4 separate regions of the Mus musculus genome follow, and regions 2, 3 and 4 are each linked to region 1. A link is a contact called in public promoter capture Hi-C data. All regions are on one chromosome and are shown on one strand. The core of a region is the stretch at or near the end of the contact, and the rest is flanking DNA. Distances in the headings are between cores, read along the strand shown. Region 1 holds the start of Thoc5 (THO complex 5). Region 2 holds the start of Nudcd3 (NudC domain containing 3). Region 3 holds the start of Osbp2 (oxysterol binding protein 2). Region 4 holds the start of Dusp18 (dual specificity phosphatase 18).

What was found. Promoter capture Hi-C pulls out the DNA fragments that hold promoters and counts their contacts.
Region 2: a promoter capture Hi-C map of pre-B cells shows a contact between it and region 1, with 5 times the contacts expected there. The contact joins the promoter of Nudcd3 here to the promoter of Thoc5 in region 1. A contact is called at or near these places in 2 of 39 promoter capture datasets (liver and pre-B cells), 1 of 484 Hi-C or Micro-C datasets (pre-B cells) and 1 of 9 other capture datasets (liver).
Region 3: a promoter capture Hi-C map of liver shows a contact between it and region 1, with 3 times the contacts expected there. The contact joins the promoter of Osbp2 here to the promoter of Thoc5 in region 1. A contact is called at or near these places in 2 of 39 promoter capture datasets (liver and stem cell-derived epiblast-like cells).
Region 4: a contact with region 1 is called in a promoter capture Hi-C map of liver, with 2.9 times the contacts expected there. The contact joins the promoter of Dusp18 here to the promoter of Thoc5 in region 1. A contact is called at or near these places in 3 of 39 promoter capture datasets (hippocampal neurons and liver) and 1 of 115 datasets of contacts at active chromatin or transcription factors (pancreatic cancer cells).

The regions. Positions count from the first base shown.
Region 1 is chr11:4,892,194-4,898,747 of GRCm38.p6, forward strand. Thoc5 (THO complex 5) reads left to right here and starts at 3,150. Exons shown (of 20, transcript NM_172438.3): 1 at 3,150-3,185. Nipsnap1 (nipsnap homolog 1) reads left to right here. Exons shown (of 10, transcript NM_008698.3): 10 at 927-2,008. The coding sequence ends at 991.
Region 2 is chr11:6,196,800-6,203,353 of GRCm38.p6, forward strand. It overlaps Nudcd3 (NudC domain containing 3), which reads right to left and starts at 3,652. Exons shown (of 6, transcript NM_173748.5): 1 at 3,144-3,652. The coding sequence starts at 3,335.
Region 3 is chr11:3,860,450-3,867,003 of GRCm38.p6, forward strand. Osbp2 (oxysterol binding protein 2) reads right to left here and starts at 3,454. Exons shown (of 14, transcript NM_152818.3): 1 at 2,784-3,454. The coding sequence starts at 3,418.
Region 4 is chr11:3,892,068-3,898,621 of GRCm38.p6, forward strand. Dusp18 (dual specificity phosphatase 18) reads left to right here and starts at 3,173. Exons shown (of 2, transcript NM_173745.5): 1 at 3,173-3,450; 2 at 4,876-6,554. The coding sequence starts at 4,945. The coding sequence ends at 5,511. 4921536K21Rik (RIKEN cDNA 4921536K21 gene) reads right to left here and starts at 3,059. Exons shown (of 3, transcript NM_026150.3): 1 at 2,773-3,059. The coding sequence starts at 3,020.

The sequences.
Region 1 (6,554 bases), core at 1,900-4,399:
CCACTGGTTACTTCAGAAAAATGCCAACTTAGTGTTTCCTGACCGTCTGTGAACTAGATTTGTAGGGGTTTATATCCACATCAGAGTCTGAGAGATTAAACACAGGAAGCAAGAACTAAACTCTAGGCTGGATGGCTCAGTGGTTAAGCATTATACTGTTCTTAGAGAGGACCCAAGTTCAGTTCTCCGTACTCACTGTGGGAGGCTCACAGCTGCCTGTAAATCCAGCTCTGGTGGATCTGACGTTTTTATCTCCTGACCTCCATGGGCACTGTACTCATGTGTATATACCCACATGTAGATATATACACATGAAAAATAGAAAATCCTTTTTAAAAAAATCTCTCCTCCTGGGGGCTCTCCACTGACATCCGTCCCCCCACTGGCATGGCCTCCTAAGCTGTACGGGGGCAGTTGCACCAAGTCAAACCTCAGGCCTTACAGCTCTTCCTTGCCGGTATATACCGCTATAGTTCTCTCTTGCTTGCTGTTTTGGTGTTGGGGATCGAGTCCGAGATCTCACTCACACTAATCAGCATACACCTAACCACAGAACCGCAGCCCTGCCCGTAGGATCGATCTTGTTGCTTCAGCCGACCTCTGTGTCCTTGTTTTCATAGCATTAGGCTTTGTATGTCTTGCTTGTTTTGGAAGCATTGACGATAGGATGCGAGGGTTCATATATGCTAGGGAAGTGTACTACCACTGAGCTATCTCACTTTCACATACATAGAAGGTGAATAAAAATTTCCAAAATACTTGGCTTATTACCACCTAATCCTGTCTCATAACTTGGGAACCATGGGCCTCTCTCAGATGATAGTAGGGAGCCCTCCCTGTCACAGGCTTTTGTGAGTTTTGGGTCAGTGACCAAGGGTACCTCCCTTGCCCCGGGCACCCTGTAACCTCTGCTTTCCTCCCTGTAGTCCCCTTGGTTCGACACATGGAGTCACGAATCATGATTCCTCTGAAGATTTCTCCTCTCCAGTGAAGCTGGCACTGCCTCCACCTCCTTCCCTTTCTCCTGTGGACTAGCCTGGAAAGGAGGCGCTTCTAGGCCACCTGGCACAGTTTTCTCTGAACTCTGGAAGACTTCTGATGGGTGGTGTTCAGCTTCGACAAAGATGACGTTTTCTGAGAACTTAGTCCGTCCGTACCCAGCTAACCTCTCTCCCATGCTGGATGAAGAAGTTCTTAACTTCCCAAGCTGCAGAATAGCAACCTTTTAAGCTTTCACACACTTTCCTCTTAAGATCCGTCATCTCCAGGACATAAGTCCCCAGCTCCCAACTGTGGCCATGGCTTAGTTGCATAAAAGCAGGCATGACTGGCTGTTAGGAGGTATGGTGTGAAAGGGTATCAGTCCAGGTATGGCCCGGGAACTCTCTGGTGTCTACTTGTTAAAAAAGCAAGCCTGAGTCTTTAAAAAAAAATAAATAAAAATCCTGGAACTGCCATAAAGTCTGAAGTCGTGACAGTCAGGAGGAAATCCAGAAGTTATCAGTGTCAGTAGGTGGTCCAGAAGTCTACTTAAAGGGCTAGGAAAAGGGTGGGAGTGGGAAGGATCTGGGTACATGAGACAGCCTTGAAGCAGGAACCCTTCACAAGTGGGCACATAGGATTCAGAATTTAAAATACAGAATTGGGAAGACAGGACAGAGGTGACAGAGGATCTTAAGGGAGCACCCTGTTCCTAGACAGATGGAGAGGCGTATCCATGTTTTCCTACATAATGTGGTTAAAACTTGAATTTGTGCTTCAGCTCTTCTGTACTTCTTCCTTCCTACAGGCAAAAACACAGGCTGAGACCTATAGTTCCATCAAATTCTTTCTTTCCCTTCTTGACATTGTCCCCCAAACCCTCATTTTGCAGAAACACTAGGTCTGTGGAGTAGGTTGTGATTCTGGGGTCTCTTCAATGACCCCGGTACCTCATGAACCCCTGCTTAGCATGGTTGTGCTACCATCCAGGAGAATGTTGATGGAACCAAATTAAATATTTACTGTACGTTGTGGTGTTGTCTTCATCTACAAGGAATCTCAGTAGTTGTCTAAGGCAGGGCAGCTTCCAGTTGGCTGAGGGTTACACTGGCTTTGATCTCTTAGGGAGACCGTCTTCATCTTCGTCCCAGAGCAAGAAAAGGAGCTGTTTCGGCGCCACAAGGTATTCAATGTTCATGTTTGCAGACAACCAGAATTTACTCCAGAAATGCCAGGCATAGGAAACATCTGAAGCTTACAGGTACTGCACTAGAGTCTTGGGGGAAAATAAAAAATCAAAACAAAACAAAACAGTGAAGCAGGAAGCAGGTGTAATATAGGATTATGCCCCTGCCTCAGTTCCTTTCTGGGTGTAGTGACTCCGATAGTATCAAGAAGTTAGAGTGGGGGGGGGGGGCGGTGGTGGCACACGCCTTTAATCCCATCACTTGGGAGGCAGAGGCAGGCAGATTTCTGAGTTGGAGGCCAGCCTGGTCTACAAAGTGAGTTCCAGGACAGCCAGGGCTATACGGAGAAACCCTGTCTCAAAAAACAAAAACAAGGGCTGGTGAGATGGCTCAGTGGGTAAGAGCACCCGACTGCTCTTCTGAAGGTCCAGAGTTCAAATCCCAGCAACCACATGGTGGCTCACAACCATCCGTAAAGAGATCTGACTCCCTCTTCTGGAGTGTCTGAAGACAGCTACAATGTACTTACATATAATAAATAAATAAATCTAAAAAAAACAAAACAAAAATTTAAAGAAGAGTCAGGCATGGTGACACCTGCCTAAGTCCAGCGAGTCCAATGCAGGCGGATCGTAGTGACCAGCCTGATCTATATAGCGTTCAAGACCCGCAAGTGTGCTATGTAGTGAGGCCCTGAACAAAGTCAGAAGACAAAATCCACTCCTGTTCAAATGATAGCACAGCGACACTTGTGCTTTCTTGAGATACCACAAACTCACTCGAGTGAGTCGGCGGAGGGCCCACTAATTCACACTCCGGTGAAGGGGCACGAAGCACAGACTTGGACATTATCGCCCCAGTTTCCCAACTTAATAGAACTAGACTCGCCCCTTCCTTGCTTCCCAAGCTGCATCTGGCCTTCGTGTCTCACTTCCGGCCTGTGGCTCTCTTCTTCCGCTTCTCTATGGTCGCGAGCCGGAAGTGGCTACCCGGCTGGAAGGCGTGAGGAGCATTCTGGTGAGCGAGGGTAGAGGGCTGCTGGCTGGGGCTGCAGGTCCTCGCTGGGCGATCCGGGCTTGATGTGCAGACGGCACGGAGCGTGTCCGCGGGCTGGGGTCCTCACCTGTCGGGGTCCCCCAGGCTCGTGGCGGTTTTCTAGGAACTAACCGGAGCAGCATCCTCTGTCCCCATTGTAGTCTCCCGAGAGTGCTGCTGCTGGTGGTGACCCTCGTCGATGGTCCTCTTGGGCGTGTGGCAAACGCTCCTGGGTGGCGGTTGGCTTTCCCGGGTTTTCCGTGCCACCCTTGTGGGTTTTGTCAGATGAGTCCGCCACTCGTTTACCTGTCACCGGCAGCCTCCTGCGGTCCTCTGAGAGAGGCGTTACCATCGTCGCGCCGCACCAGACTCCAAGGAGTCGCAGAAAAGAGCTTTTATTGCTGGAGCAGAAAGGCTGAGAGCGCGAAGTGCGGACGTTACAAGGGCAAAGAAGCTTGGCTTGGCTTTTCTTTATGTTGTCCGCTCTATTTCCTAGCTAGCTGGCTGGACTTAGTGTATTTGCTTCATTAAATATTTTGCTTATCTTAATTTCTAAGAAAAGGAAAACAAGAATTTTTTTTCTTAAGTTATACTGCAAAGGGCTCGGGCAGTAAGAAGAGGTGCCACCTGCTCCGTTTTAATGAAGATTTTAAATGCAGTCACTATAGTCCTGTCTGTCTGGCAGCTTCTGTAGTCCAGGTTGGCTTCACATTGGTAAAGATCCCTCTGCCTCAGTCACTCAAGCTCTGTGATTCCTGATATTTACCACTATCCTGTCTCACAGCCCATCCGCCCCTCCCCCCTTTTTTCTTGGAGACGAGATTTTATTATGTAGCCCAAACTGACTTTTGAACACATTATATAGCAAAAGCTGATCTGGAACATCTCGTCAGCCAGCTCTCAGTCTGACCTGTTCTCATTGCAGGCATGTCCCGCCACACAGTTTTATGCAGTCCAGGAGATCAAACACAGGCGTTTGAGTATGCTAGGCCAGCACTCTACCAGCTGAGTAATATTCCCAACTTCACAGTCACTTTTTAAACCTATAGTTACTTTGGTAGAAGAAAACTTGGGTCTGGTCTGCATGCCATAAATAGGAAATGGCTTCCACTTGTCTTATGATATTGATATAACTGCATAGTATACATAGTATGATGAAAACATTTATTAATAAATTCTGTCTTGGTTTCCTTGTCTAAGATTCTGAGAGAGAATCCATTTCTTTTTAAATTATTTTTATTTTATGTACATCGGTGTTTTGCCTGCGTGCGTGTCCGTGTGAGGTGTTAGATCTTGTAGTTACAGTCAGTTGTGAGCTGCCACGTGGATGTTGGGAATTGCAGCTGGATCCTCTGGAGGAGCAGTCGATGATGCTCTTAACTTCAGAGTCATCTCTCCAACTTGAGAATCTATTTCTCACAAGAACCTTGGTGTTTGTAAATATTAACAATAAACTAGGAAACTTGAAGTAATTAGACATTTCGTTTGTGATTTTTGTCTCACTGTGTAGACCAGGCTGTCCTCAACCTCACAAAGATCCACTTGCTTCTGCTCTCCACTCCTGGAGTGCTGAAATTAAAGGCATGCGCCCTCACAGCTGGCCAGAAAAATGACAGCACAGCACTGTGACCCGTAGCTATAATCTCAGCACTGTTGAGGCTGAGGCAGAGGGGTCTCCAGTTTGGAAGCAGTGTGAGCTACATAGACTTGTCCAAAGAGACGGCGGGCAGGTTGACCTGTCCTCTGGTGTTTAGCATAATGCAGAGTCACTCCAGATCCACCCTGAATCGAGTTCCTCATCCTCGGGGATGTGCTTTGCGTGTCTGCGCCCCTTCAATCCCAGAAGGACTATTGTGCATTTAATTTGAGAGAAAACAATAATGAAGTGGTTCGTTGAGGGGCCCATGGGTCTAGAACAGTCAAATGGAGGTTCTGACTCAGGCTTCTCCTACAAGTATTGGTGGTAAATTAAATAAGGGACAAAACTACCCTCCCTTGGTTGTTGGGGGGACGATAAGAGGCAGAACCTCATAAAATGTAGGCTTTGGTCTTTACTTATTTTTGCTTCTTTTGAGACGGAGTCTCATTATTTAAGCTTGGCTAGCCTGGAACTCAGAGATCTTCCTACCTCTGTCACCCGAGTGCTGAGATTAAAAGCATGCGCCTGCCACCTTGCCTTGCTCTTCTTCATTTGAATATTAGAGCCGGACAGGGAGGTGGCAGGGATGCTGGTGAGACTGGGCGATGCAGTACTGCAGGTGTGTAAGCATTGGAGTAGCATCAGATGGGCCCATTCTAGCTGTGCAGCTTTGAAAAACCATTACCTCTCTAAGCCTTGCTTTTCTCATCTTTGAGATGATAGAGATGGTAGTGGTTCTTATCTGAATGGCTTTGTAAAGTAACCAAGTGTGAACATATCTGTAGTGGCTATTCCTGGTTGTCAACTTGACTATATTTGGAATGAATTACAATCCAGAATTGGAAGGCTCACCAGTGACCCTTATCTGGAGGCTTGGAGATCCTTATCTGGATCTTGGTTTGGAGATCTTGAGCCATAGTGGCTATGGATTCCAGAAGATTGAATCTCCGAGTTTAAGGAACACACCTTTAATCTGGGCTACACCTTCTGCTGGAGACAATATAAGGACATTGGAAGAAGGGAGTCTAGCTCTTGCTCTTGCTCCTTCGCCTGCTTGCCGTGTGAGACTGAGTAACTGCTAGATCCTTGGATTTCCATTCACAGCTGCGACTGAACAATTGTTGGGAATTGGGCTGCCGACTGTAAGTCATCAATAAATTCCTTTACTATCTAGAGACTATCCATAAGTTCTGTGACTCTAGAGAACCCTAACTAATGCAATATCCATCAAGTGCTTCAATCAAAGTCTACTATTCAGTGGCCAGTCAGAAGTATTTCGAATAGGGTTATACACCAGACAGGAATTAAATCTAAATTTATGAAGTGCTTTGCCAGGCTCATGAGTAAGAGCAGAGCTCATAGTCTTGGCAGGAACTTGGTTGGTTGTTTTGACTTAAGATAGGGCATCTTTATATATCCCCGACTGTCCTGGAATTCACCGTGTGGGCCAGATTGGCCTCAGACTCACAGAGATCTTCCTGCTTCTGCCTCCTGAGAGCTGAGATTAAAGCTGTGCGCCATCACACCCAGCTGAATTCTGAAACATCTTAAAGCTCGCTTTCTTTTTATTATTATGGTTGTGAGCTATCTGATGTGGGTGCTGGGAGAGGAACTCAGGTCTGCTGCAAAACAGTACATGCTCTTAACTGTTGAGTCAACCTTTCAACCCCTGACCCTGGAAAGTCTTTGTTTATTTTCCTTTTTTTCGTTTG
Region 2 (6,554 bases), core at 2,402-4,901, 1.3 Mb after region 1:
TGCAGGGATTTGAACTTCGGACCTTCGGAAGAGCAGTCGGGTGCTCTTACCCACTGAGCCATCTCACCAGCCCCAGATTATGTCTTTCTAGACGCCTTGGTCTCGGTTTGGATTCAGTTGACATAAAGAAGCACACACAGCAGCAGCTACTCCCCAAGACATCGGTAGGGAGCTCCCAAGCGCCACAGAAACCACCCAAACCACTCCGGCCTGTTCACAGACCCTGGGCAGCAACCACACTTTGAGAGAGGAAGTCACAGGAAGGAGTCTTAGGATCACTGAATCAAGAACAGAAAAAGCAGTAAATGAGTAGAAAAGATACCAAAACCCTTACCAATACTAAATGTAGCTTACAAGCCTCTTGCAAAGGCTTTCAGTAAATTAAAAAAAAAAAAAAAAAAGCAGATCCTCGGGGGACTTACTATGATCTACCTGATGAAAATAGTATTCAAGTGTATACATAGTAAAAAGTCTCTTGGTTGGCTGGATGTGGTGGCGCACGCCTTTAGTCCCAGCACTCAAGAAGCAGAGGCAGGCAGATGTCTTTGAATACGAGACCAGCCTGATCTACATAGTAGGTTCCAAGCCAGTCAAGGCTACATGGTGAGACCTTTTCTCAGAATAAAAAAAAAATCCAAAACCCCACAACAACTTATAAGCCTCTGTTTCTCATGGCCCAAATCAGTGTATATTATAGTGGAGACTCAATAAATACTTGTTTGAAAATAGAAACTGAGCCAGGCAGTGGTGGCACATGCCTTTATTTAATGCCGGCGCTCAGAAGGCAGAGGCAAGCGGATCTCTGTGAGTTCAAGGCCAGCTTGGACTACAAAGCAAGTTTCAGGATAGCCAAAGCTACACAGAGAAACCTTGTCTTCAACCTCCCACCCCACAAAAGAAAGAAACTGAGAAGATAAAAGGGCTCTCGGTCAAGGCTGATGGTTGAGAACCACCTGGGGTTGGAGAAAGGGTAAGAACAAACAACTCTTAAACCTGTACTTGGGACTGTAACCTTGGCTGCGGTAGAACCCAATGCCCCTTACGGTGACCGTTCCCCAGCTGTCCTCTACACTGGGCTCTTCTTCAGACTTCACAGTCCTTCCATCTCCTGCAAGATCCAGTCCTACCATTCCAACAGCTCTGAAGCCAGAACCTGTCTGCGATCTCAAATTCAACTTATCTAAAACTTTCCCACCCCCCAAATCCAAGTGACAATACAGTTAATGACCTCACTCTTCCAGTTACCCAGATTTGGAACCTTGAAATATTTGGTTGACCCTGTCCCTTCCTCGGCTCCCTACCTCCCATAGCATGGGCACCACACTGTAACCTATAGAGCTATCTTAACCTTTCAGAGGTAGCTGTTTTATAAAGTTGTACGATAAGTGCATCTATCTTGCCTTTATCAGTTCATCAGACAAACAAGAACCAACCTCTCAAATTGTGTTAAAGCTAAAATAAGATGTTATACAGAAGAAATTCAAATGCCAGCCAGCCACTGGGATACTCTTTCCTCCTTTCATAACCAAAACAAAAGTTCTCACCATACTATGGAGTGGCTAAATGACAAAAAGGGCAAAAAGATTTGGAATTAGAAAACTGAAGTCCTGAGTTGCAGGAAACAGAGTGAAGTTCTTGTTGTCATCTAACCTTGTTGAACTACTACGTCAGATTCAGAGAGCATGGCGATCAGGTGGCAAGACTTCATTATAAAGAAACACAAGGTGCCACCTCTCACCCTCTCCAATTACTCAACCAGCAGCACTTGGGCCACTGATAAGGATGAGCTACCCCAGGGACTCATCGGTTTCCATTCTGAAACTGAAACTCAGTAGCAAACCTTCCCACTGATCACCTCATGGTCATTATGTTAAGAGTTACTAGAACATTCTAAGCTTTGGCTTCTTCCACTGAGAGGAACTGAAGAAAGTAACCCCTGACAAGCCCACAGAACAGATTAAGATGGAAGGTAAGCCAGGTGGTGGCAATTCGAGTCTTTAATCCTAGGCAGATATCTGAGGTTGATGCCAGAGTGAGTTCCAGGACTTCAGAGCTACACAGGAAAGCCCTGTCTGGGGCTGATGCAGGGGTCAACAAACAGCAAAGGTGACATGAAGCACTTTATAGGTTTGTGAATCAGACTCTACACGCCCCTCAAAACCTACTTCAACGTCTCCTACAAAACTGTCTCAATTTCCTAACTACCACTTCTATCACTTCCTTCCAAAGAGCTCTACCACACAGAGAACTAGCAGAGCTCTCTATTAGTGTCTGTGCTTTACTCTCTGTACAGTGTCAAAAGTAGACAGACCATTATTTAAATATCCATACCATCAGAGTCTATACCGCAGCTGAGAGTGTTAAATATATTCATTAAATGTTTGCTTATTACTAACTCAACAATGTCAACAATCCCAGCGCGGGAGCGTCGGGAAGGAGGACCATAAGTTCGAAGCCATCCTGATCTACCTGGCAAGTTCCAAGTCAACCAGGGCTACACAGCAAGATCTTGTCTCGAAAGAAAACAGTTTTTAAAAAGGTGTCCAAACAACTTGAGTCAGTCATTAGTAACGCTTCAAAAACAATAAATATAACCTAGGACATATAAATTTTAATCCAAATGTAAATTTCGTAAACATTACAATTGTCCACCAACTTAGTAAGTCACTGGCAAGAGGCCACACCCACCAATCAATACATACCAGTCATTCCTGCCACCTCCGAGCCCGGGAATTCTGAAATCTACTAGTTTCTCCCGCTGTGAAAGTCCTCCTCCTACAGCCTGCACGGTTTGAACCCTGCCTAACAAGCCCCTTGCACCGTTCTGGGGATGCCCACAGGGCGCTGGGAGGCCCTCAAACCCAGGCTGACAGGTCCAACACCTAAGCATCTCCCGCACAAACCCAGCCTGTACCCAAAGAAGCGCATTCCTGCCAACGGATCCGTGGGTCAGATAACGCCTGGCCATTTACTCAAATCACCTGGTGGCACCCCAGAGAGAATCACAAACCCTGAAGGGTGGGCTACGGAGTGGCGCAGTTCCCAGACGTAGGACGCGAGCCGGGGCACCTCTGGCGCTGGGAGGTGGAACTGGGGTAAGGACCTGCTGGACCCCAACGGCCCGCCGCCTCTCTCCACCTCACCTGCAGCACCAGGGCCTGTGCGGCCCCGGGCGGGAAGCCCATGCGGTCCGAAGGGTGGCGCAGCAGGCGGTAGAAGTCGGTCTTGCGGTAGAGAAAGCCGAAGAGCACGCGCAGAAAGTCCTGGACATTGCCCACGTGCTGCAGGATGCCCAACAGGGCCTGGTCATAAAGCTCAGCAGCCCCGGGCTCCATGGCTCTGCTGCCCGAGGGACGCGAACACAGTGGGCACCGCCTCACACCGGCTGATTGGCCACTTCCGGCGTGCGCGCCTAACGGCTCCCCCCGGACAGCGAAGACGCGGAACTTCCGGTCCGCGCTTGTTACTACCGGCGGTAACCGATCGTCGTTCTTGCGGCTCTGCTGGATCTCCTCCGCCGCGACACTTGCCTAAAGGAGATTGGTATGCGCTCAGTACGGTTCCTACATGCAAGAATAACCATGGTCACGATGCGGAGAGCGCTTGCCAACCATGTTTGAAGAGGGCGGAAGCATTGTGGTGACGGCCACTTGACGTAGTCCCTGGAGGTGTCACGTGGTCTGGGAGCCTTTCTTCTTTCTGGATTGAATTCCTGCGTAGGTGTCTGGTGCGCCTTCTTATAATACCACATTTTGTTTGTTAGCGGAGGGAACGGAAAAGGAATATTGTAGAATTGTATGGAATTCCTATTAACAGAGCTATGAGTGAAACTCAGAAGGTTGCACCAGATTTCAAGGTGACTTGAAAGGACAAGAAAAGTGTGAAAAGCTCAGTGAAGGAAAAAAAGAAGTATGATACTGTAAATATGTGTGTGTGCATCCGTATGTATAGCATGTGTGTATACACGTGCCGTTACTAATACGTGCATATAGACATTTTAAGAAAACGTTTATGTAAGGTTGACACACAATCAATCTGTGGTTTATACCTGTAATCCCCGCATCCAAATCATGGCCAACCTGGGCTATAGAGTCAAACCCAGTCTCAGAAGAGGGTTGGGGGGAGACGAAAGACAGACAGATTAGGAACATATGCTAGGTCACAAACCGAAGACAAATGGCTGAGATGCCTAATAAAATATCAAAGCAGACTCTGGCCACCAGTCTCCCTCAGTACCTTCTGGTACAGGATCCTTCTGGCTGGCATACTAATCCTGACCTCTACCCTAAACTTCTCCAGTCCAGAGTCTGAGCTGGCCTTTTCCTCCCCAAGCTTCTCTGATTCCTATGTAACCCAGCCATTTTGGTTATGAGGTCCTTTTTACCCTTTGGCCTCTTGGTCTCCTGGCCTCTTGACTCCAGGTCTCTTCTACCCTCTCCCCTAACCCTTCTCACATGGCCCAGCTCATTCTACAGCCACTTCCACCCTGAATTCTCCCAGATGCCTCTGCTTCTGGCTGTCTGCTCCCTCCTGTCTACAATAAACCTCCTCCACCATACCTAGAAGCCATCATGTCCTCCTTTTTGTTTTTTTTTCATTCAATGTAGCTAAATTGGTAAAGTGTGTGACTAATGTGTCCTGAGTGTTGTATAAACTGTGTAGTAACCCACATGTGTGACTAATGTGTCCTGAATGTTGTATAAACTGTGTAGTAACCCATACCTGTAAACCTAGCACTGGGAAGGTGGCGACAGAACCAGAAATGTTTATTCATCCACATAGCCAGTTCAAGACCAACTTGGGCTCTGCAAGGAGATCCTGACCGGAAAAAAAACAACAACAACAACAAAAAAGATTTTAATGAATTTCATCTCTACTAGACTAACTAACATCTACAAATTAACTTTTTTAAAAGACATTGTCTTACTCTGCAGCCTTGGCTGCCCTGGAACTCGCTGTATAGACCAAACTGTCCTCAAATTCACAGAAATATGCCTGTTTCTGCCTGCCAAGTGCAGAAGTAAAGATATATGCCACCACACAGAGCAAAATACTGATTTTACTTTTGTTTTCTTGTAGTTCTAGGAGACAAACTCAGGGTCTTGAACATGTTAGGAAAATGCTTTTCCAGTAAGAGACATTCCAGGCTTAACAAATAACTTAATAGTGTTGGGCCTTAGCAAATTTTAAGTAAAGCCATACAGATAAATTGATGTAAATTTTTTCAACTTAGAATTTATGATCGTGCTCTTGGAAGGCAGAGGCAGGCGGATTTCTGAGTTCGAGGCCAGCCTAATCTACAGAGTAAGTTCCAGGACGGCCAGAGCTACACAGAGAAACCCTGTGTCAAAAAAAACCAACCAAACAAAAAATTATGATCTTAAATTTTGTTTCAAGAACCCATGGAGCAACCGCGATGGCTCAGACAGTTGGTGGTGGCACACACCTTTAATGCCAGTGAGGTAGGCAGATCTCTATGAATTCAAGGCCAGCCTGGTCTACCAAGAGAGTTCAGGACAGCCAGGGCTACATGGAGAAATCCTGTCTCAGAAAAACAAAAACAAAGAACACTAGCTGATATTCCAGAGGACCCAGATTTGATTCCCAGCACCCACATGGTGGCTCACAATCATCTATAAACCCAGGGAATCTGCTACCCTCTTCTGACGTTAGAGGACACTGCATGCACATATGAAGTACATACATGCCTAGAGGCAAAACACCCATACACAGACGATGAGAAAATTTTGTTGACAATCCAAACAGTTTTTATGTTTTATTCATCATTATTTACTATACTGAAAGTTAATGCTTAAATTTATTAATTTGCAAATAACCATACACATCACATGTCAGTGTCGGGGTCTGAGACTTGCCACAAACCATACGTACACCAATTTCAGTTAAACAGGAATAGTTTATTGAACACACAGCATAATACTGGACATCTAGGTCCACAAGAAGGAAAAACCTAACTGTGGCACCAGCCGGTCCTCAGGGCAGGCTTTTTATAGGAAAAACCAGGTTCAAAAGTTCAAAGATGGGGCTGGAGAGATGGCTCAGCGGTTAAGAGCACTGACTGCTCTTCGGAAGGTCCTGAGTTCAAATCCCAGCAACCACATGGTGGCTTACAACCATCCGTAATAAGATTTGACACCCTTTTCTGGTGCGTCTGAAGACAGCTACAGTGTACTTACATATAAATAATAAATATATCTTAAAAAAAGGTTCAAAGGCAAGCAGTGAAGTGGTACAGCAGTTTTGTCTAACTAGATAAAGTATTATTAGCCAACCTGTAAGCTGAGTGGTCCTGACTGAGGTAAGAAGGGTGGTGGACAGGTACTGAGCAGGGAATTTCAGAACATTGAGATAACAGGGACAAGTGATTCGGCCGTAACTTTTTGGCTTATTAGTAACATACTTAGTGTCAGCTCTGGATGCTCACTTCTGGGAAGCAGAGTCTGAGAACCTGAACTTCATTTCACCTTAGGAGCAAAATGGAGACAGAATACAAAATGGCTACTGCTATATTAAAAGGAGCAGGCCTCAACAGG
Region 3 (6,554 bases), core at 2,204-4,703, 1.0 Mb before region 1:
GTAGCTAAACAGGGCCAGAGATATGATTGAGTCAGAAAAGGTACCTGCTGCCAAGGCTGGTGGCCTGAGGTCAATAGGGTGAAACCACACGGTGAAAGGAGAGAATTTACTCCTGAAAGTCATCCTCTGACCTCCACGTGGGTGTCAGGCCTGGCACGCCTTCCCCTTCGCCCAGTAAATAAATAAACAACAGCTAATTAGTTCTTTAAAATATGTTCTTCAGCCAAGTCCATCTCTATTTAGATGTGTATATGAATAAGCTCAACTGGCTGAACCATAACAAGTATGTTAAAAATCACAACCTCAGCCAGGCTGTGGTGGTGCACACCTTTAATCCCAGCACTTGGGAGGCAGAGGCAGGTGGATTTCTGAGTTCGAGGCCAGCCTGGTCTACAAAGTGAGTTCCAAGACAGCCAGGGCTACACAGAGAAACCCTGTCTCAAAACAAAACAAAACAAACAAAAACAACACAACAACAACAAAAAATCACAACCTCACAACTAATGTGGTTTGATGCCAAAGATGCCTTTCCTGACTTCGAACAAACATTCCTGACAACCATTTTATACAGCTTGTCTGGAATACATTTCTAAAGGCCTCGTGCCTTAGTAAAATGTTTCTGTTATTCAAAGAAAGAAAAAGATGATCCCATATTTTCTGCCACCACTCAGCTTTACCTAGTTAAGAGTTTTACCTTTTTTTTTTTTATTTGGTTTTATTCTTCTGAGACACAGTCTCATTATGTAGCCCTGGCTAGCCTAGAACTTGTTACATAGATCAGGTTGGCCTTGAACCCACAAAGATCTACCTGCCTCTGCCTCCCAGACACTGGGAGTAAGGAATGGACCACCACACCCAAGAGAAACTTGCAAGAGAGATGCTCTGTTTCTTTCTCAGCCACATCAGAGGACCTTGCCCCTCACAGCCCTAAGGGAAAGAGGTCGTAGGTAAGAAAATTATCTCAGACACTGTGACCTGATCTTGTCCTGTGAGGAACTACTGAGACAGGAGCTATTGAATACAAACAGAAATGCAGGATTGTGAAGGAGGCTAAGGGGACACCACACACACACAGAGGCACACAGGCTACAGTGGAGCACTTAGGAGAGTGTCCTGCTACTGACAGGATCATGAGCCACAGGTCTGGAAGGGGCTCAGGCCTTGAGCCCAGTGGCAGGATGGTCATGCTCGGACTGAAAAATGGGATTTAGATCAGAAGTGTGGATGGGAATCCAGAGATAGTGGCACAGACTTGTAATTCCAGCACTGGAGAAACTGAGGCACAAAGAGCAGACTCCTCTGGAAGCTTGAGTACTAAGAAATACCACTTTTATGAAAAGTGTTCTGGAGCATAAAGAGGTGAGATCACTGAAGAGCTGCAGGCCCTGGGCAGGTGACCAGATGACAAAGCTTCCTCCTCCTCTCCAGCCTCAAAATACTCCCTTGTGAAATACAATGACATGGGAGCCTACCTCACACCGCGGCCAGTGGGATGAAATGAATGAGTGTAACAGAGAATGAAGTTCATGACCACAGCTGACGCTATGCCCCCTTGCCTCCAAATGAAAAATAACTCAGCAAATCACAAAAAAGTCCTTGTCATTGCATAGCTGGATAGGAGCGTTGCCTAGCTGGAGTGTATGTTAATATAGATTAAAACCGCCATCTGGGTAGGGTCTCCTATTGCTTGCTTGGTGTGCTAACCCTGTGTTCTGGGTCACAGCTGAGACACTACGTGAGTAGGGCAACTCAGACTCATTTTGGCTTCTCCTCCACCTGAAAGGGAACAAGGCCCCTGACTCTCAACTTGGTGCAAGGGTCACATTTAACCAGTGGAGCACGAATATTCTCAGCCATACCACACTTAGCAAGCCTCTGCACCAGGCGCCTTGTCTCCAAAGGGCTCAGCAGAACCTGAAGTACTATTAGCGGAGGAAACCCAAGCTTTGGCCAACAACATGGTGGGAAAATCTGTCTAACAGTGAAGAAGGCCTTCTTGAAGAGTTGACTCTGAACCAGCCTCACAGTCCTCACACGGAAACTTTTAGAAAAGCCATCCCTCGGGTGCTTTCCTCAGGCCTATCTCAGGAGGGATTCAGCGGGAGACCTAGACACTGCTGCAGCAACCCCACTTAGTTTGAGAAGCTCTCATCTAGAGCGGCCTGAGATCTCAAAGCTTGCAATCCCAGGAAACAGCTAGTGAGAAAGGGAAGGAAGTCCAGCTTTAGCAGGAGGTCGTGCCAGCTCTGTCTCTACTGCAGCTCCGAAACCCAAGCTACTTCTGGAATAAGCAAGGGAACAGGAAAGCATTATCTGCTGCAAAATGTCAACTTGGGGTCCCAGGGGGTACACACTATGTCTGCTCTATCTGTGGGTCAGCGAGTCCCAGCCCAAGGCCTGGCCACCAGCAGGTGTCAGCAAAGGTAGGAAACAAATGAAGTAACCACGGGAGGTGGGACCCACAGTCCTTCCCAAGAGAGGGGTTCACTAGCTGCCTCCCTCCATGAACACAGTGAACCAGACGCAGCCCCTGGTTCCATGACCACCAAAAACAGGAGGGGAACAAAAGACCTACTCCACCCATCTCCCCACTCATCCTTTTAAACTCAAGCTTGCCAGAGGCCATGTCCACAGGTCACGTCTTCCCTTGGCAGTTGACAGGCATTACTTCTACAGAAGTTCATGCAAACATCTCAGAAGGGTTATGGTGACACCCACCCCACAGTCGAGGCCGGCCACCACCACCCTCCAACCACAGATGTCCTACCTCGGTACTTCCGTACCTGTAGTAGGACAGCAGGCCATTGCCGAGCACGAACCAACGGCGCTGGTAGCCCTTCAGGTAGTTAGTCCACTTGAGGAGCCAACCCTTGTAGCTGTCCAGAGGTGGTGAGACCATTTGGACACCAATCCCTGACACCGGAGTCCCGACAGAAATCTTCGCCTGTCCTTGTCGCAGAAAAGACTGGGTCTTTGGCACCAGCTTGGACTCGGGTTTGGTGACGGGCAAACTCCCTACTGTTGACTGCAGCGGGGACGGCATTGCCAGCTCTGGCGAAGCTTTGATGATGGACACAGACCTTGTGCCGTTCTCTGACCCCGGCCACAAGCCCTGTAGTTCCGATTCCTGCCCAACCCCTGAAGGCCTTGGCACAGACGTCGTCTGGGACCCAGGTTCGGATCTCGACGCCGGCTCAGAAATTGGCTGGCACACCTGTTTCGACAGCAACTCCCGCTCTGGTGCCTGCACAGGCTGGAGCTGAGGCTTTGACGCTGGTCCTGAGCCGAACGCGGATGAGTTCATGCCCGGCGCCGCCGTGTGGCAGGACAAGCAGGGCACAACCGTGAACAGCGACGAGAGCCCGCGGGAGCGGCCAGCGCAGCCGCCGCCTCGGCTCAGAGCGGCCGCTTTCCCCATAGAGCTGTGGACCCGAGCTCGGCGGAGCGCGGAGTGGGGGCGGGGCGGGGCGGGAGTGGGTGGGGCCTGTTCGGAGGGAGTGGCGGGGCGGAGCCGGGCGGGGTTGGTGGAGGAGTGGACGGGATGGGTGGAGCCCTCACGTGAGCGACAGAGATCGGGTGCGCGTGGGTCCCTCCGCCGCTCTGGCTAAGGTGGAAGGAACCCCGTGGGCCAAGAGTTAGGCAGACGACGTGGAAGGCACTTCACGCTTCAGGCTGCTGTCCCTCCTGTGCCAGGCGCTGGGAGAACAATGGTGAATGAAAGCCACGCGGTGCGCTCGCCACGCAACTCTGAGCAATGGGTGGGTCGTGGACAGCAAATCTCAAACCCTGGGAGTCCGACCTGAGGAAATCCAGCCTAGGCCCTCTCCCTAGTTGTGGGAACTGTAGCCACTCCACAAACTTCTGTTGGCTCATCTATACAATGAAGATAATACCTCCTTCAAAGGCTGTAATAAGATGGTGCATATGAGGCACATTTGGCAGAGTAGATGCTCCGAGAGCATCATTGAGTTATTAACTAGAGAGTTCTGTGGTACATTTTGTCAGCGACCAGAGCAGGAGATGAGAGCAAGGTTGACAAGCTTGGGAAGCAGCCACTGTGCATGCACGTGTCAGATGTGTGTGCAGCCCTCAGGGAAGGAAGCTAACTAATAAATTCTTAACGAGATGTTTCGACTCCTGAAACAAATTGCCAAGCTACCTAAGATGACAGGCCTGTCATTAGTTCTACCAAATTTGGGCAAGAGTCACAGAAGAGACAAGGTCTACAGAGTTAGAGAAACAAGAAAGACCTTCAAGGAGAAACCGCTGTGTACAAAGACCCAAACCAGGGAGAACAGCTTGTCTGGCAAATAGCTAATAGCTCAGTGTTTTGTCAAGAGGAGGGCAGGACACAGAACAGCTGCCCCACACCCCACCACAAGGAATGCCCTTTATCCTAGAGAAACCAAAGCTTCTAGAAACAAGGGAAATTTATTTTCATTTTTAAAGTGGGGGGGGGGGGGAAGGAGGTGAGATGGCTCAGTGGGTAAGAGCACTGACTGCTCTTCCAAAGGTCCTGAGTTCAATTCCCAGCAACCATATGGTGGCTCACAACCATCTGTAGTGAGATCTGATGCCCTCCTCTGGTGTGTCTGAAGACAGCTAGAGTGTACTTACATATAACAATAAATAAATCTTTGTGCCTGAGTGAACAGAGGTCCTGAATTCAATTCCCAGAACAGAAACCACATGAAGGCTCACAATCATCTGTATAGCTACAGTATACTCATAAACATAAGATAAAATAAATAAATCTTTTAAAATAAAGTGTGTTGAAACAGAGTCTTTATATGTAGTCCAGGCTGGTCTCCATCTGGAAATGTTTGTTTCTTAGAACCAGAGTTCTGGGATTACAGACGTGAGCCATTATACCTGGCCCAGAGCTTTCACTCTTAATATTCTGGACAAAAAAAAAGAAAAACTTTAAAATCTCTGATCTTTCCCAAAGAAATGTCAACTCCAAGTCTGGAGCAGGAAATGCACAAGATAGACAGAGCCACCCGGAGCAGGAGCGATGGCCAGTCTTGCTAAGGACCTGGGATTCAGGTCCCAGAACTCACACTGCAGCTCACACCATCTACAACTCCAGTCCCAGGGAGCCAATGCCCTTTTATGGCCTCTACAGGCACAAATGTGGTGTATGGGCATCTATGGGAAGGCAAAACAGCCATGCACATTTAAAAAATAAATAAATAAAAGGAGGAAAGAATAGATGAACTTATCTGGAAGATCTTGTCATAGTCAGAAGCAAAGAGTCATTCAGGACTACTGTGTTAACATGTTTTATCCAAAGAACTCAGGAGTCAATTTAAACATGACCTTATATGTTGTGTCCGGCTAGCAGATCACAGGTCTGGGTTCTAGCCTGGAAAGGCACTTTGGAAACCTGGAAGAGAAGAGGGGCTAGGCTGCGCGAGATAAGGACGGAACCAAGACAAGGCTCGGCTCAAGGTTCAATTTTAATGTCAGCAAACACGCTTTATAAAGAAAAAGGGAGGCCCGTCCCTGGCCAAGCAAGTTCCTTAGAAGTAGATAGGTCAGCTTTTTAGTGGGAACTTTCGAAGATGAAGATCAAAGTTCGGTGCTAACTCCGGAAAGTCTTGGAAGAGAACCGGTTCGGCCTCAGGCAGGTTGGGCCTCGGGCAGGTAATGGCACATCAAAGGAGCAGCACAGCAGGTGGCTCCGCTAAGCAGTGGCGGGAGGTCACAGCCAGCCTTGCTAGGCTGGAAAGAGGTACCACTTATAATCCAAATGAAACAATTTGAGCATCAGTAAGAATAATCACTATTGTGATGGGCTGTAAAGCCATCATTAAGCCCACAAATCCCTAAAGTTATTTAAAAACAAATAACTCACTTTGGAGTTACTTCGTCATTATTCTGAAAACTGATAAGTTACCTTTGTTGTAAAACTAATCTCATACTAACCAAAGCATTGTCCGATAACTATAAAGAGAACAATGGAATTCGAACCAATCATCACCTTTGGGCAGCTCCTTGTGAATAATGAATCAAGGCAAATAAATATAACCTGTAGCTACTAAGAGACAGGTCATGGAGAATGTCATTACGTATCCAGGTGACATGAATTGAATGTGTTCATCGATCTTAACAACAGAGGAGAGTCACAGAATAGTACGTGTAGCCTGCTAAGAGCCAGAGCGAAACAGTACCATCTATGATTATTTTTCTGAATTTTATGTATGTATTTATTTTTTTATGTTGTATGGCTGTTTTATCTGCATGTATGTATTGCACCACGCGTGTGCAGAGGGCAGAAGAGGGCATCAGACTCCTAGGACTGGACTTACAGATGGTTATGAGTATTCAGAATAGAACCCGGGGCTTATGGAAGTGCTCTTGACAACTGAGCTCCATCTATGATTGTCTCTATAACCTCCCTCCACACCGCAAAACACTAAACTTGAATTTTACCAAGTATCTCTGTGGCTCAGTATAAAAGAAGTGCAGGGCCCAGCAAGGCAGCTCAGGGGATAAATGCCCTTCCCACAAACCTGACAACCTGAGTGCAGTCAAGTGTAAAGAGAAAGCTG
Region 4 (6,554 bases), core at 1,923-4,422, 1.0 Mb before region 1:
GGAAGGAAGGAAGGAAAGGAAGGAAGGGAGGGAGGGAGGGAGGGAGGGAGGGAGGGAGGGAGGGAGGGAGGAAGAAAATGAAGGAAGAAGAGAGATAAGGGAGGATTTGGATGGACACAGATTTAGCTAATAAGTAGAGTCTAATGGAAGAGTTGGGAAATGTTTAAAAATGAGAAAAGTTTGGGGTGTTAAAGGACTTTTAGGGACTTTGACAAGTTGTTCCACCTTTTGACACTGCAACTATTGACAAAGTTTACACTCAGGAACCATGCAATCAAGTTAATGTTACAGTTTGCTACATCAGTTGCCATGTTGGATGTTGCTGCCCATAGGCATCCTGGCCCCAGGGCATCAGTGGGTTGGAGACACCCACACGGGTAAGAGGTGTGGAGCAATCTGAGCAGAATGGGCAGCTGGGAATGAATTGGTAGAATGTGCTTAGCACACACATGGTCCTGGTGATCTCCAGCATCAATAAACGTCACTTGGGAGGCAGAAGCAGGAGGATCAGAAGTTCAAGGCTATTCTTAGCTACATTATGAGTTAAAGCCAAGCTGGGCTACATGTCTCAACAAATAACAGATGATGATGTTAGCCAGTGGGTTCTCTCTCTTTTTTTTTTTAAGATTTATTTATTTGTTATATGTAAGTACACTGTAGCTGTCTTCAGACACCCCAGAAGAGGGCATAAGATCTCATTACAGATGGTTGTGAGCCACCATGTGGTTGCTGGGATTTGAATTCAGGACCTCCGGAAGAGCAGTCAGTGCTCTTACCTGCTGAGCCATCTCTCCAGCTCCTGGGTTCTCATTTTTTGATAATTTAGTTATATTATGAAGTGTTTTTCAATGGTTTTTCCCATTTAAAAAAACAATTGTTCATACATTCTAAAACTTGGAAGCCAAGTGGATCATTGTGTTAAGTCAGTTGATATAATACATATAATCAAGAATAAATATCTTGGTATAATAACTAGATAGAGAAAAAAGTTGTGGCCACTGCAACTAAACAGTGGCTACTGTTTACTAAAGAGTGAATTTTTGTGTTGTGCTTTTTAAAAATACAACACACATATACTTAGATATGGATTATCTTAGCCTGTCAATTGCTGTAATAAAATACTGACCAAAAACAACTTGAAGAGAGTGCTTACTTCAGTTTACAGGTTGCAGTTGCTCATCAAATAAGGCTGAGGCAGAGCTAAGGGCAGGAACCTGAAGTCAGGAACTAAAGCAGAGACCACAGTGGAAGGCTGCTTACTGGCTTGCTCTTCATGACTTACTCAACTGGCCTTCTTATACAACCCAACCACCCGCGCAGGTGTGACACTGTCCACAGTGCCCTACATCCTCCCACACCAGTCATTAGGAAACTGCTCCCCAGACACGCCCACAGGCCATCAGCTGTAGACAATTCCCCAAAAGATGTTCCTTCATCCCAGGTAAAACTAGTAGTTTTAAATTGACAAAAACTAGCCAGCACAGTGATTGGTTTGCTGCTCCGACTTCTGTTTGGTTTGTTGTTGTTGATGTTGCTTAGTTTATTTTACTTTTGAAATGATTGGCAAACCACTCTAAAGGAAACCAGGGAAATGACATACGTGCTGGTGAAGTATTTCTGAATACAGATTCCCAAACAAACAATAGCAAAAAGGGAAGAACCACACATGAATTGACTGAAACAGAAATGGCTGTCTGATACACACAGGAACAGAAGGAATACAAATAACAACTTATACTAAACTCAGTCTCTATTGGTTAGCACATCAGAATAAGATCATCATAAAATACATTCATAGTCAGACAAAACAAAAACAAAACAAAAACAAAAAAACAGAAAACACCACCACCACCAAACCCAACAAACAAAAAGATGTATATTTTGTGACAAGGTCTCGTGTATCCAGGCTGGCCTAGAACTCCCTCTTGAACTGAGAGTGACCTTGAATTTCCAATCCTCCTGCCTCCAGCACCTGAGTGCTTGATTACAATCGTGTGCAACCACGTTCAGTTAAGAAGAAAACAAAGCACCTTTAGGGGGATTCTAATAACGTTCTCCAGTTCATTTTCCTATGAGTTAGGAACAACTGTGGTCAGGCTGTGCTTGCTAATACAAAGGAACGAACATTGAAAGCTACCCAGTTCCACTTTTCTGGTTTTTATGCAGGATGACTCAACATACCCAGGTGCGGATGGGAAGACAGAGTCAACGGTCAGGAATTTACACACAAGTCTAAGTCCTATTTTCAACCAAAAAGAGACTAAATATTTAAAGACCCTCTTTACTTAGTGATGCACCAAATTTATCAAGTAATAAATACTGGTCATTTTTGAAACAAATTGTGTTTCCATAATAAATCCTCTGTAGGACTTGTTACATCCTTGGCTGATGCCGGTTGAAGAAGGGGGACAGGATTGGAGTCAAACATTGGGGAACTGAAGGCTTTTCAAGGACGCTGGAGAATGGGAAGGCCTGGAGTTGCCAAGTCGATTGGAGCCTGAGACCAATTGCAGACGTCAAGCCTACACTACGCCAGGGTCAGGATTCATTCGGAAGGCTAGAAACGGGACAGTGCCTTCGGCCCAGAAAACGGGCTTCTGAAGGTCCTACGGGTTGGCCTGAGTCTGAAAAATCCTGCGATCGGAGACATTGCTGCGATCAGAGGAACATCTAAGGGCGGAGGTTGGGGGGGGGACACGGCTGGAACAAAGTGAGTCGGATTCCCTTACGGGGTCCCGGGTCTGACAACTGCTTTGTATACCCGAGCCACACCTGAATAACAACTTGGGGAGTGGGGACCGCGGCCGCAGGAAGTAGATCTGTGGTTGGACGTGGAGGCCAAGATCCGGCTGGCTGTCCAGTCTCTCGCGCCGGAAGTTCGAACCAGAAGCGGTAGTCTCTTCGGTACCTTTCCTGTAATCCGAGCCCAAGTCCCATTTGACTGAAGGCCTTCTGGGCTGTGTAGCGGTCTCTGACTGGCTAGAGAGCGACTCAGGAAAGCTAGCAAGACCTAAAACCATGGTGGAAAGACACGCGGTCGCAGAGCAACTATCTACACTGGAGTGCGTTGCCTGGGAGACAACCGGCAAGCAGACCGCGTGACAGTCTTTAGGCGTTCTTTGTGAGGCTCTGTTGGGCGTGTTGCCTAGGAGACGAAGGGTGAGTGGGCGGGGCGTGCAGGCGGTGGGTGTAGCAATGGTCCTTCTGGCTACTTGGCGCATTTCTGTGAAGACAGGCAGCCCACCCAGCTTTTCCCAAACGCCTGGGAACTGCGTAGTCCTTCGAGGTACAGAATCAGTCGCGGGGTCCCCCTAAGCCCCGAACTGCCCATTGTTCCGCGAGGAGAAGCCGTTGCTACCAAGGTCCGGAATCATGAAGGGCCCTCTCTTTCTTGGAGAGGGTCGTCCGCGGCTCTGCCCTGAAAGATTTCGGGGGCACTGAGGGAAGGAGGTAAGATTGTTTGAGTCTTGTCACCACGTAGAGAGGCCAAGCTTCCTAGGCTTGTTGTGGCACCTTCCACTCATCTACTTGTGGACTCTGTTCCACGTTTATAACCCAGAATTTAACCAGCGCCCCACCTATATTTGCCAACTTTCTCCAGAAAGTGTAATCCACCAGAAATATCAGCCTTCAGAACTTGCTGTCTAATGATGAACAAAACTGGTTTTCCTCGAGTCTCAGGTTTCACGGCTACAAATTAACTAGATGCCAAAAGCCTGGTTGGTTGTAAAATGTAAAAAATGGAGATGACGTTTCTGTTTCCTCTCCTCCCCTCTCCCCCCCCCTCCCCCTCCCCCTCTTGAAACTCTTGAAAGAGTTCCAGTAGTCTGGTCAGGAACACCACATCTTGCTTCAGCTTCCAGGTCTGCTCTACCATGTCCTACTGTCTGTGATCGCTTCTTACTATCTTTGCAACTCTATAACAAATGCCTTTATTTGTCATTCCCACAAGCTTTGCATTTTAACTTTACCTCTGAAGGGACTGAAGAGAGCAGAAACAAAACCAAATGTCACTTGGAAGTCACATTCCTTGGAAGGCAGGAACAGGGAGACAGAACAGTGGAAAAATAACTGATTGGCCTGAGGTTACCTGAATGACTTTTCATTCTGAGAGGATAAGTTAGGCCATGACCTTATGCTAGCTGAAACTGGCCTGCCTGGGAAATCCTGATTTCTCAAAGGTTAATTTTAAGAAAACAGCTTTGTTTCTGTGACAAGGAAAAAATTAAATCAAAACAAACAAACAAAAAACCCTGTAGTTTGTTTCCTCAGCTCTTTGTTGGGGGGCAGGACCCATAAAGCAAGGGCCCCACCTTTCTCTTCTACCTCCTGAATGCTGCAGTTCCAGGTGACCATCACCAAGGCTCTTTTCTACTTGCTCTCAGTTGACTTTGAGGTCATTAATGTTGGAAGTCACACAGCTGAGCAGAGAACATGAGTTTCCACTAGCTGTGCTGTATGTAGATGACACCAGTCATGTGTGCTGAAAACAGCTAGACTTGCTGGCTGGTTATGAGAAGATGGAAAGACTTGGCATATCACTTTCCCTCTTGTCACCTTTAACCTTTGGGTCCAGTTCTACTTAACGTAATCGGAACATATCCACCCTAATGTTCTTTCAGTGGCTTCTACTCCCTCAGCTCCTAACCACCCTCTTTCTCCTGAAACCACCCCAGTAGACCTAAGGCCCGTCCCTTCCATTGTTCACGGTCTCTCTGGCCATGGCTGGCCCCCTTCCTCTGTGTGAAAAGACCCCCAGCACTTGGGCAACAGTTCTGGCTCAGTGATGTGAATGTTGGTGTAATCACTGAGTTCTCTGCTGTGCTTCTCGATTGATGGGTTCTTGCCCTCCAAACTTCCTCCTCCGTCCTGCAGGTTTCAGTGGGCACAGCCTAGCAGAAAGATGCAAGCTTAATACGGCACGGACTGTCGACTTCCACTTTGATGACTTCACCGTGGAGTGCCTTCCCAGTTCAGATCCCCCAGCCTTCGATCAGAGGCCTCTCGCAGATCACCAAGAGCCTGTTTATCAGCAATGGTGTGGCTGCCAACAACAAGCTCCTACTGTCCAGCAATCAGATCACCACAGTCATCAACGTCTCAGTAGAGGTAGCAAACACCTTCTACGAGGATATCCAGTATGTGCAGGTGCCTGTGGTCGATGCGCCCGTCGCACGCCTCTCCAATTTCTTCGATTCCGTTGCCGACCGTATCCATTCGGTGGAGATGCAGAAGGGCCGCACACTGTTGCATTGTGCTGCTGGGGTGAGCCGCTCAGCTGCGCTGTGCCTCGCCTACCTCATGAAGTACCATGCCATGTCCCTTGTAGATGCCCACACTTGGACCAAGTCATGCAGGCCCATCATCCGGCCCAACAGTGGCTTTTGGGAGCAGCTCATCCATTACGAGTTGCAGCTCTTTGGCAAGAATACAATGCAGATGATGGACTCGCCAATGGGACGGATCCCAGACATCTACGAGAAGGAGACCCGTTTGATGATCCCACTGTAAGCCAGCCCACCAGTAACTCCAGTACACCAAGGTCTGAACTTGAACTTCGACTTTTGTTGCTGCAGGAGCACAGCAGATGGTGCTTTTCATGACGCCAGAAAAAGTGTTGCTATAGCATTTAACCTCGCAGTCCAGCCAGGTTTGGTGGTGCATGCCTGTAACCTCAGATTGCTGAAGCAGAAAGATTACAAGGTGAGTTTGAGGCCAGCCTAGGCTACATATGAGACCCTATCTCAAAAACAAAATCAAGAACAGAAATTCCCAACAATTACTATCTTGTCATCTGTGCTTTCAGAGAGTACATTCATTTCTTATAATATAGTGAAGGTAACTTTTCTGTGAGTGGTAGGGTGGAGCTGGCAGATGGTGCTGGGTCATAGGAACCAGTGCCCAGTGCATATGGCAAGCTGGGGTTCCTGCAGCCCTCCCGGAGATGACCAACCCAGAAACAAATCTGCCAAAATCCCACCTGGTTCTTTCAGAGGCAAATCCTGAAGCTTCCTGGTGCTCTTGGATGTCTCTCAATGTAAGTGCCAGCCTGCTAGATTAGGGGTCTTCAACCAGGGTTACAGAGACTGCCCCTTCTACCTTTACCACAGTGGCCCAATTCTGGTTTTCTAGATCAGATTCACACAGTGCTTGGATCCCAGTGGTGCCCAGATCAGCAATCCTACCTGTACACAGGCCTTAGTTTATACATGTTCTCAGAGCCTCTATGTGAGAGAGATGAAGAAATGGCTTGATCTCTGCTAGGCCTCATCCGAGAAGCCGCCTCCAGAGTTCTCACTTTGCAACCTGAGAGTCCTGACACAAGACCGCGTGCAGAATTGCAGACCATGAGACTCAGGGTCCCAGGCTGGCTGACTGTTGAGGAGCTGTGAGGACTGTGAGGAACAAGTGAGTTGTCTCTAGCAAGCCTGAGATTCAGGGCTGCTCAGAAGCCCTTGGTGTTAGGGTCTGATTCAAGAAGGCTTGGTTTGGGTTGGTTTGGTTTAAGCCCTGCTCCCAGGTAGCCCAGGCTGTGTAGCCTTGAGCACCGGTCT